Linked DNA regions of Rattus norvegicus: region 2 is linked to region 1. Evidence: chromatin contacts called from public HiChIP or PLAC-seq data. All regions are on one chromosome and are shown on one strand. Each heading gives the region's core, a stretch centred on a gene start, on an enhancer-like site or on the middle of the called end of the contact. The rest is flanking DNA. Distances are from core to core; before and after follow the strand shown. Region 1 has its middle 24 kb from the start of Cxxc5. Region 2 has its middle 31 kb from the start of Cxxc5.

Region 1 (4,262 bases), core at 1,287-3,786:
GGGGGCTGCGAGCGCGGTCGCTGCGGACTTGTTTGGAGCGCGGTTTGAACGCCCAGCGCCACCTCAGTTGTCCCCATCCAACGGGTTCGGGGTGTACGGTCCTAGGGGTGGACCATTTAAGTGAGATGGGTAGGGAGCGCCTATTAGCCTAAGCTTGACCTGACCCTCTCCTGAAAGACTACGGTTCCTCAAGTTGTTGGTGGAAACCCTTCCCATCTCCTTTTTGAGAGTAGTAAGAGGAGACTGTCCGTCCTCGTCTACTTCGACTGTAACTGCATGGTGTTGATTTAGCAGTTCCTTAGATGAGAGTCAAGCTGGAGCTTGTTGTTGGGGGGGTAGCGGCGCGCTCTGCAGCTGTGGCCCCCCTCAGAACGGAAACTGCCCTCCTTAGGGAGGAGGGAGGGGTGACAGTTTGAATTTTTTTTTTTGCCCCGGGGAGGGGTGGGAACAGCTGAGGGAGATTGGCCTCTGGGTTACTAGTCAGTCCTGGTAGCCCTGTAGGTGCCTCCCCTTGCGTCCTGGTAGGAGCTGGATTCTCTGGGGGAAGCCCCTAGCTAAGCTTGAGTCGTCCCCCCCCCCCATCCCCCTTCCAAGTTGGAGCAGAGGGTCTTCTGAAGAAGCCTGGCCCTTGGCTGGCTGGCTTGTTAGTGCTTATTTATGTGTTGTGTTTGGGCTCGGTTTCCCCGGCTCAGCAGGTGACCCTGGCCTGGGCCTCCTATCTCTCCTGTTGACTTACCGGAGGGCCAATGGCCTCCCCTTTATCACGTGAGGCCTGGAATGTCCACCAGGCTGGGCTGAGCTGCGCTGCGCTGCGTGGGGGAAGGGGAGTGGGGAGGGCTCTCAATCCAAGGCTCAAGCCCCTCACGCTTAGGTGTCCAAGGGCTTCCACCGTGACCCTTTATTTTTTCCTTTCTGATACCCAGTTAGTTGGCAAGTGTGAAATTGAGGCCCATTTGAGTGTGGGGGCATGCATGTCTCAGTAGGTTAAGTCCTACCTTCTTTAGGTCCCCACCTAGATACTCATGGGAGCATGCAATGCTTCTTCCCAGGAAGAGGGAGAGAGCTTTGGACTGAGTTAAAGCCAATTGAGTTCCTAGGGTGCGTGGTGAGATAGAAAAAAATGGAGGAATACACTTGGGACAGACCTGGTTCTGCTCTTAATTCTGTGGGATGCAGTAATCATTTAGTTGCAAGTAATTCTCTAGCATTTGCCTTCAGTGGTCTTGGATGGGGCAGGTTAACCCACTGTCATTTTAGGTAATAAATTTATTCAGCCTCTGATGGGTACTGAGCACCTCAACATTCTGGAGTGCACATTCTGCCTCCGATCTGGAGGTGCAGGAGAGTGGAGGATCTTCCAGCCCCTACCATTGGTCTCATTCTAGAGCTGTGTGTGTGTGTGTGTGTGTGTGTGTGTGTGTGTGTGTGTGTGTGTGTACACATGTGGGAGTGTGAAGTGTCCTTGAGTATATTAATAGTTAAACTCTCACTCATAGCTGGAACTCACCAGACCACAAAAAAGCCTCCCCCGTTACTCACGCGCTACTGCCCAACAAGAATATCCCACTAAAGTTTTTTTCTGCATTCTCTTACTTCCCTCTTGCTCTGTCCGCTCTCCTCAGGGCACAGCCCACCTTCCCAGGCTGCTGGCAGTGAGAAAGGACTGCCCATTCAAAGATCTTGAAAGCGCCGACCCTTCTTCTTCTGCCCCTAAAATCCAGAGGCAGTTATCAACTGGCAGAGATGGGGTTGTGTGGCACTATGTCTGATCTATGTGACAACCTGGATGGTAGATCTTTCTTCAAGTCTGTGTTTAGAATGTGTGTGTCTGAAGATGTGGAAGAGTAAGATGTATGATTTAATATAAATGGATGGTTATGTGTCTGCGTTGTATACATTACATATTCTAATGTTATATATACACCTCATGCACTTAAGTCTGAAATTGTATGTCTGTAGGTCGGCCATGTCCCTATGTAATAGATACGGTATGTTTCGAGTACTTGGAATTTTGTAGAGTTTGTGGTTTGTATGTGTTTGTTTTGAGATAGGGTCTTACTGCGTAACCCTGGCTGACCTGGAACTTACTATGTAAACCAGGTTAGTCTTGAACTCAAAAAATACCTGCTTGCCTCTGCCTCCCAAATTCTGGAATTAAAGATGTGCCCTACCTAACTCCTGGCTCCTAGCTTGTATCCATGTATCTGATAGATATGGATAGGTGGGCGGGTAGACAGATAGTGTCAGTCTACTCCTTCAGTGGTATGTGTCTGGATTGTATCTGAGTAAACCTAAGAGTGGACATTTTTAGGCTGGGTGGGCAGTTAGTTGTCAATAGCTAGTGTCTTTGTGTTTCTTGTCTCTTTCTATAATCCGTTGGCCATTCTGACTTTCTGAGTCCCTTGCTCCCTGCTTGTGAAGAAGCCCAGAGACTCAAAACCTTCTCCACTCAGCTGTATTCCCCTCCCCCCAGCAGTAGTAACCAGGCAGTCTCCTGGTCTGCCTGCCTCTGGGAGTTTTGGAAGCTGTGGCGGGAGACAGGCTGGGGCCAGGGTGACAGCACACATCCACAGCGATGGCAGCCTGTGATTATAAGAATAAAAGGATTTTAAGGTCATGGGTGTTATTTTATGTTTCTCCCCTGTGCTGGAGCCGGCGGCAGCAGAGGTCCACAGTAGTGTGTCTGCAGGTTGGTGTATGCCCCTGTGCAGGTGAACATCAGTGTGTGTGTGCTTTACCCTAGAGCATAACCACATATGTACATGCATGAGCAGAACCTGTGCCAGTCCTTGGGCTTGCCCTGGATTTTCCAGGGGGTGGGGGGTGATTCCCAGTTAAACTTCCTGCTGTCGGGCATCCCACAGAACTGAAACTCTTGACAGTCTTCTAAGGGAGAGTGGTCTAGCCTCAAGCCTTGCTTACTTAATTTCCTTTCCTCTAGTTGAATCCTTCAGGCTTCAAGAATAGCTGAGCCCAGTCACCTGGACAAGGCCACATCTTGGGGTGTCACTGCCTGCCCCTGGCCCAGCTCCAGCCTCTGTAATTGCATTCTGCGGCCTAATCCCCCGCCAGCTCAATTAGATTGCAAATTCTTCTTCATTTCCTGCCTCTTGATGCTGGCCTCCCTCTGGGTTTGCAGGGATTGGGGGTGGTAGGCAATCCCAACTTCCCTTCTACTAGCACTAGGGAATTTGGGAGAGTGATTAGTTCCTAGCCCTAGAGCTGAAGTCAGAACCCCTGGGGACTAGACAGGGTTCCACTAGCCCTTCAGAGCCAACTACAGAATCCTTCTGTCCAGAAGCAGGGTCTCTTTTAGCTGGTACAGGCCTACCTGTGGAATAGGCAGATCCCTTTAGTCAGATTCCTAGGCTGTACCTTGTCCCTGGCCTCAGTAGGCTGTGCCCCCTCCCACAGCAGCTACCACTTACCTAGCACAGCAGTTAGGATTCACTATGTGGCTCAGGCCAGCCCTTACACTGGCCCAGACCCTTCTATCTTTGCCTTCCCAAGTACAGGGACAAATGTGGCCAGTTCTTCAGCCATCGCCTCCCTTTCCACCTTCTTCTGATGTCTGGTCCCAGCCATAATACTTTTAGGGGCCCATAGGCCCACCCAGGCTTTCTACTGGCTCCCCCTAATAACCATCCCTGGACTCATCAGACCTGGTTGTGAGTCCTGACCACTACATGGTTGACTGTATGGCATACTGACGGACAGATTTTATCTCTACCAACCTGTTTCCTTATCTCTGAGATGGGTCAATAAGTGGCTCCTTCCTCATGAGACCAGTTTTAGATTGAATACAAGGATTGGGCATGAGGAGAGGGCCTAGATTCGTCCACTCAGCAATCACAGAAGTTGACCCCTCTTTGGGGGGGGGTCGTTTGTTTGTTTGTTTTCTTAAGACAGGCTCTGTAGAGATAGCCTCAGCTGCCCTGGAGTCACTATGTAGAGATATGTAGACCAACCAGGCTGACCTCAAACTGGAGGAGATCTGCCTGCCTCTGCTGGAATTGAAGGCTTAGAAGTGGCATTTATAGTATAGTATTTATAGTATTAAGAACTATTTTCAGTGAATTGGGGTGGGGAGGACAACCTATATCTCTAATAACCAGGGATGTGACCTTCTGCCTTACTCTCACCACACTGGAGTTTATCTTCCCCATCTGCAAAGTGGACCGATGGGACTGGCCTCAGGGCCCCCAAAGGCCTGTGGGATGCTTAGCCCCATGGGCTCCCACATGGTATTTGCTCTCTCCTTT
Region 2 (4,425 bases), core at 639-3,138, 54 kb after region 1:
CGCAGGGGGAGGGGTTGTGGGGGGGCTGCCTCTGCGGCAAAGTAGACAAAGGCGGTCCCTCCCTCTTCGTGCGCGCTGCTGGGGGTCGCCAGAGGTAGCGGCCTTCGCCCTCACCCTGCAGGGCGCTCCAGCCAGAGTCACATGGCCTAGGGCTTCAGAGGAGGGGGCGCCCTTAATCCCTACGCTCCGGCCCAGCCGGCTCCCACGCCGGGGCCCGTCTGGGGTCTCTGGGAGAGTCACCCCCAACTTCCTGCCCCCACCCCGCCTCCACGCCCCGGCTCTGAGACTTCCTGCCTCCCCGGCTGCGGGCAGCTTAAACTGTGGGAAGCTGGTGGGGCCGGGGTGACCCGGTCCCCTCCCCCTGTGCGCTCGACGGGGCGCAGGGGTCCGGGAGGAAGTGTGCGCGGTGGGGGGCACCGCCCGGCTCCCGGCCGTCATCCGGTGGGGCAGGTGCGGCCTCAGTCCTGCAACGGAGGGCAGGCCGGCCTGTTGCAATTGGTGCTGGAGCGAGTGGGCGGGAAAAGACGCCACGGGGGGCACGTTTCCAGGGTTCCGGGTGCGGATGTGGCGAGCGTCCACGGCTTGGCCCGGCTCCCCACGCCCCAGGCAGGCCAGGACTCTATGCTGCCCGCATGGGTCCCCTCACCTGCCGCTTAGGCGCCTAGGCAAGGGGTGTTGGAGAGCTCTCAGAATTCCCTCTTAGCCTCTAAACTGAGAGCGCTCTCCTAATCAGAACCTTTCAGAACCTTTGCCTTAGTTTTTCCAGCCTGTTTAAAAAAATAAAATAAGATAAAATAAACTGACTCCAACCACAGATTTTTCGGGACCACTTGGCAAACACTGTGCTAAGCAATTAAACGCACTTCGAAAGTATTTAAAACCTTCCAAGTCCATTTTGCTGATGAGCAAGCTGAGGCACACAAAGGCTGGGACCCTAAATCAGCTAGGCTCTGACGCCAGAACTGGCCTTTTTAGGTACCGGAGGTCTCTTTTTGGCAGGGCCTGCGGAGTTGTGCACCAAATATAGGTCGATTCCCCAGGGCAACCATTAAGTGCGGAGAGCCCCTCGGCAAGAGAGGCACATGTTTCCTAGCTTGGTTATAGGCACGTGTTACATGGCGCAGTCCCGCGTGCCAAAGCGGGGAGTGGGCGGCAGGGGGGTGGGACACAGCATAGCTGAGCGCACTGGCGCCCAGGTGCGACATTCCCAGTTGGGACTCGGTAGAGTCCTGTGGAGGGGCCTGAGCTCTAGGCAGGGCGGAGCGGGGGCGGAGAGCTCCGAGCTGAGTCCACGCGGGCCACGGCGCCTGGGAGGCCGCAATCCCGGCGCCTGCAGCCGGCGAGGCGCGGGGTGACGCGCGGGGGCCCAGCTACCGTGACCTCCTCCGCGGTTGCCATGGTGACCGTGCACTATAAATAAAAAAAAAAAAAGAGGAGGAATTTCAAACCCGTTTTCTACGGAGCTTGGCGGGAGGGGTGGGGGAGGTCTCTTTGAATCGAGTTTCCCATTTCACCTTCCCAGGCGGCAGGAGCGCTTCCCCCGCAGCCCAGCCGGGAAATTGCCGCCCCTCACGCCGCGTGGCGCCCCCGGAGGAAGCTAATTAGCGCAGCCCGGGGAGCTGGAGACAGGGGACCTGGCCCCCAGGGCCCGCCTTTTGTGGGGAGGGGAAAGCGCCTACAAATTGCCCCCCTTCCATCTCTCTAAGGCGCGCGCTCAGCCCAGAGCGGGCCGGGGCACAGGGCGCAGGCGGGAGGTCGCATCTGCAGCTTTGGCGCAATGAATCAGGCACGGCCGCCGCCGCCGAGCGCGTCTGGCATCCGGAGTCTCCGGGGATCGAAAATAATTTGGGCAAAGCGGTGGGAGGTGTGTGCGCGCGCGTTCCGAGGGGAGGGCGGGGAAGCAGGCCGGGCGGGGTGTGCGGGGCGGGGGGAGGTGCCATCCGACAGCCCCGCTGTGGTGAGAACGGAGTTGACACTTCTTTCCTTTCCACTTACTGCGGCAAGTACCGTGAGGAAGCTTAACCCTGTCGCTGCTTGGAGCATGAGACGCAATGCAAGCGCCCTCCTGAGGGCACTGAGGCTGGGGGTCAGGTGTGCAGAGCCCTTTGGCTTGGGTCACTGCGGCCTGCTAGGTCAGCTCCCAGTCTTCCCCGGCTGGCACTCCCACCTGGACATTCCTCAATGCTTTTCTCTATGCTTAATTTTTCTTTTTCTTTCCCAGATTCAGTTAATGTCAACACTGTCACCTCAGTTTTTCCACTTTTCCAAGGTGGTTTAGGGGACAGCTTTCTTGTCAGGAACCTTCGTTTGAGGACACTCTGCCTTGGGCTTTTGGTGGTTAAGATACTGCAATCAGAACCAACTCTACCAGTCTCCCTCCAGCACTCTGGTGTCCCTCATCGACATGGCCGGGCTCCTGTTTTGCCTCCGATGGCAGTACTGTCACCACTGCTGCATTAAGCACGCTCTGCAGGAGCTTGGTTTGGAACAAGAAGCTGGCACCCAGCCCTGCCAAGCTGCTTGCTTCAAGCCTGGCCGAGGTCAGCCTTTGTCTTCACACCTCCTTGTGGGTCAGCCTGCCACTGTCCACTCTGAAAACTGTTCAGGTTGCTTCTACTCAAGCTCAAGGGAGTAAGTCTTTTCATACCCTAGTGCCTGTTTGGCTCAGCGAGATGGAAGCACAGGTGGGAAACACTCGTCTTTTCCTTCCTGTCCCTATTCTAATTGGGAGTAGGTCAGAAGCTCATAGGTCATTTTTGGTTTAGGACTGCCTATTTAACGGTACCCAAATCTCAGAGCACCTTCTGCTCTAAGACCCCAAGTCCCAGGTGGGGGTGTAGACCCGCCTTCAAGGCAGGTAGATTTCTGAGCTCAAGGCCACCCTGGTTTATAGAGTAGGTTCCAGGACAGCCAGGGGTTACACCAAGAAACCCTGTCACCCCCCACCCCCTGCCCCAAGACTCCCAGGCCCACCACACATCAGGAGGGCTCTGGGACTGTTTCTACATTTCCTGAGCTCCCACCTTGAGAGTGGTCCTCAAACCACTGGGCTTCTCAGCCTGCGGGTATGGGTTGGCCCTTGGGTGTTCCTAGTGCTCACCCTGAGAGGCATGCTGTGAATACTCAGGAGGTCAAAGGTTACTGGACAAATCAGACAACTGAGCAGACAGACTGTTCAGGATTTCTCCTTAAGCTAAGGACTCAGTGGTTAAAAACATGGCCTCAGGAGGCCAGAGATACGGAAGAAGGATGGCCAAGGAGTGTGGGGCTTTTTGGCCTCTGAGGCTTTGGTCAAGCTGATCCCATGAAAACTGAGGCGGGCCTAACTAAAATTCCCTTCCCTGTTGACACACAACAAAAAACATGGAGGCCAAAGCTGATGAAGTCTACACCTGAGTTCCAGGTGGATCAAATGCAGTTGTTCTTCCTCATGTGAGGAAGACATGATGAGCTCATCTCCACCATCCACCTGGCTGTCGGCTACTTGGTGTCATTGCTCAAGAACTGGCAGGATGTCTAGGCTTTGTACCCCAGGGGCAAGCCTTAGCACCCCTGTTAGGACATCCTATTAAATCCTAGTGCTACCAAAGACAAAAGGGTATGTGTGTGCCCTCAGGGTCGGTGATAGATGGCTTAGTGTGAAAAATGCTTGTTGGACAAGAATGAGGGCCTCAGGTTGGATCCCAGCATACACTTAAAGAGGCAGACTTAGGCCAAGTTTGGTGGCTCTTGTGAACTTTTAACCCCCAAACTCAGAAGCCTGGGGCATATTCTGTAAATTCAAGACCAATCTGGTCTAAAGAGTGAGCTCTAGGCCAGCCAGGGCTACACAGTGAGACTATGCGTCAAGGAAAGGGCGGGGGGTGGGGGGAGGCTTGGTAGAGAGCTATGAGCTATAGTGGAAGACACTGGACATGGTCAGTGTGTGTGTGTGTGTGCGCGCGCGCGCATGCATTCGTGTGCACAAGAGAGTGATGGGTCTGCATAGATGTATCAGTGGTTAAGAACACATTTTACTCTTCCAGCAGACCCAGGTTTGGTCATTTGTGGGTTTTTTCATTTGTTTGTTACCTGGTGTGCTTTTTTTTTTTTTTTTTTTTTTTTACACCTGGTGTGCTTTTAAAGTGTGGTGGTGTAGCTCAGTTAGAGAACTTGCAGAGCAGCATCCAATAAAGCCGTGGGTTCAAACCCCAGCAGCACAATAGATGGGGCTTGGTGACACACAGCTTTATGTGGAGGGTAAAGACATAAGAATCTATAGTTCCGTGTCACCTTTGGCTACATAACAAGTCTGAGGCCAGTTTGGAATACTGGGATATATAGGGGTTGGGGGTGGAGTTCTGGATGTGGGCAGAACAAGCCTAAATCCTTGCTTGGCTACTAATTAGCTGCAAGATGGAGGGCATGTGACCTAAACTATCTCTG

What was found. HiChIP or PLAC-seq counts read pairs in DNA pulled down with a chosen protein or histone mark.
Region 2: a contact with region 1 is called in an H3K27ac HiChIP or PLAC-seq map of oligodendrocytes, with 4 times the contacts expected there. The contact joins two enhancer-like sites. A contact is called at or near these places in 5 of 12 Hi-C or Micro-C datasets (Schwann cells, frontal cortex, kidney and 2 more) and 1 of 1 datasets of contacts at active chromatin or transcription factors (oligodendrocytes).

The regions. Positions count from the first base shown.
Region 1 is chr18:27,703,700-27,707,961 of GRCr8, forward strand. It overlaps a transcript of Cxxc5 not described here. Among named protein-coding and RNA genes, the nearest start is that of Cxxc5, 24 kb to the right of the region's middle. Within about 2 kb of position 2,537, at least 23 of the 93 cell types and tissues checked have an H3K27ac peak or open chromatin away from gene starts, as enhancers often do.
Region 2 is chr18:27,757,888-27,762,312 of GRCr8, forward strand. It overlaps the pseudogene Rps16-ps2. Among named protein-coding and RNA genes, the nearest start is that of Cxxc5, 31 kb to the left of the region's middle. Within about 2 kb of position 1,889, at least 55 of the 93 cell types and tissues checked have an H3K27ac peak or open chromatin away from gene starts, as enhancers often do.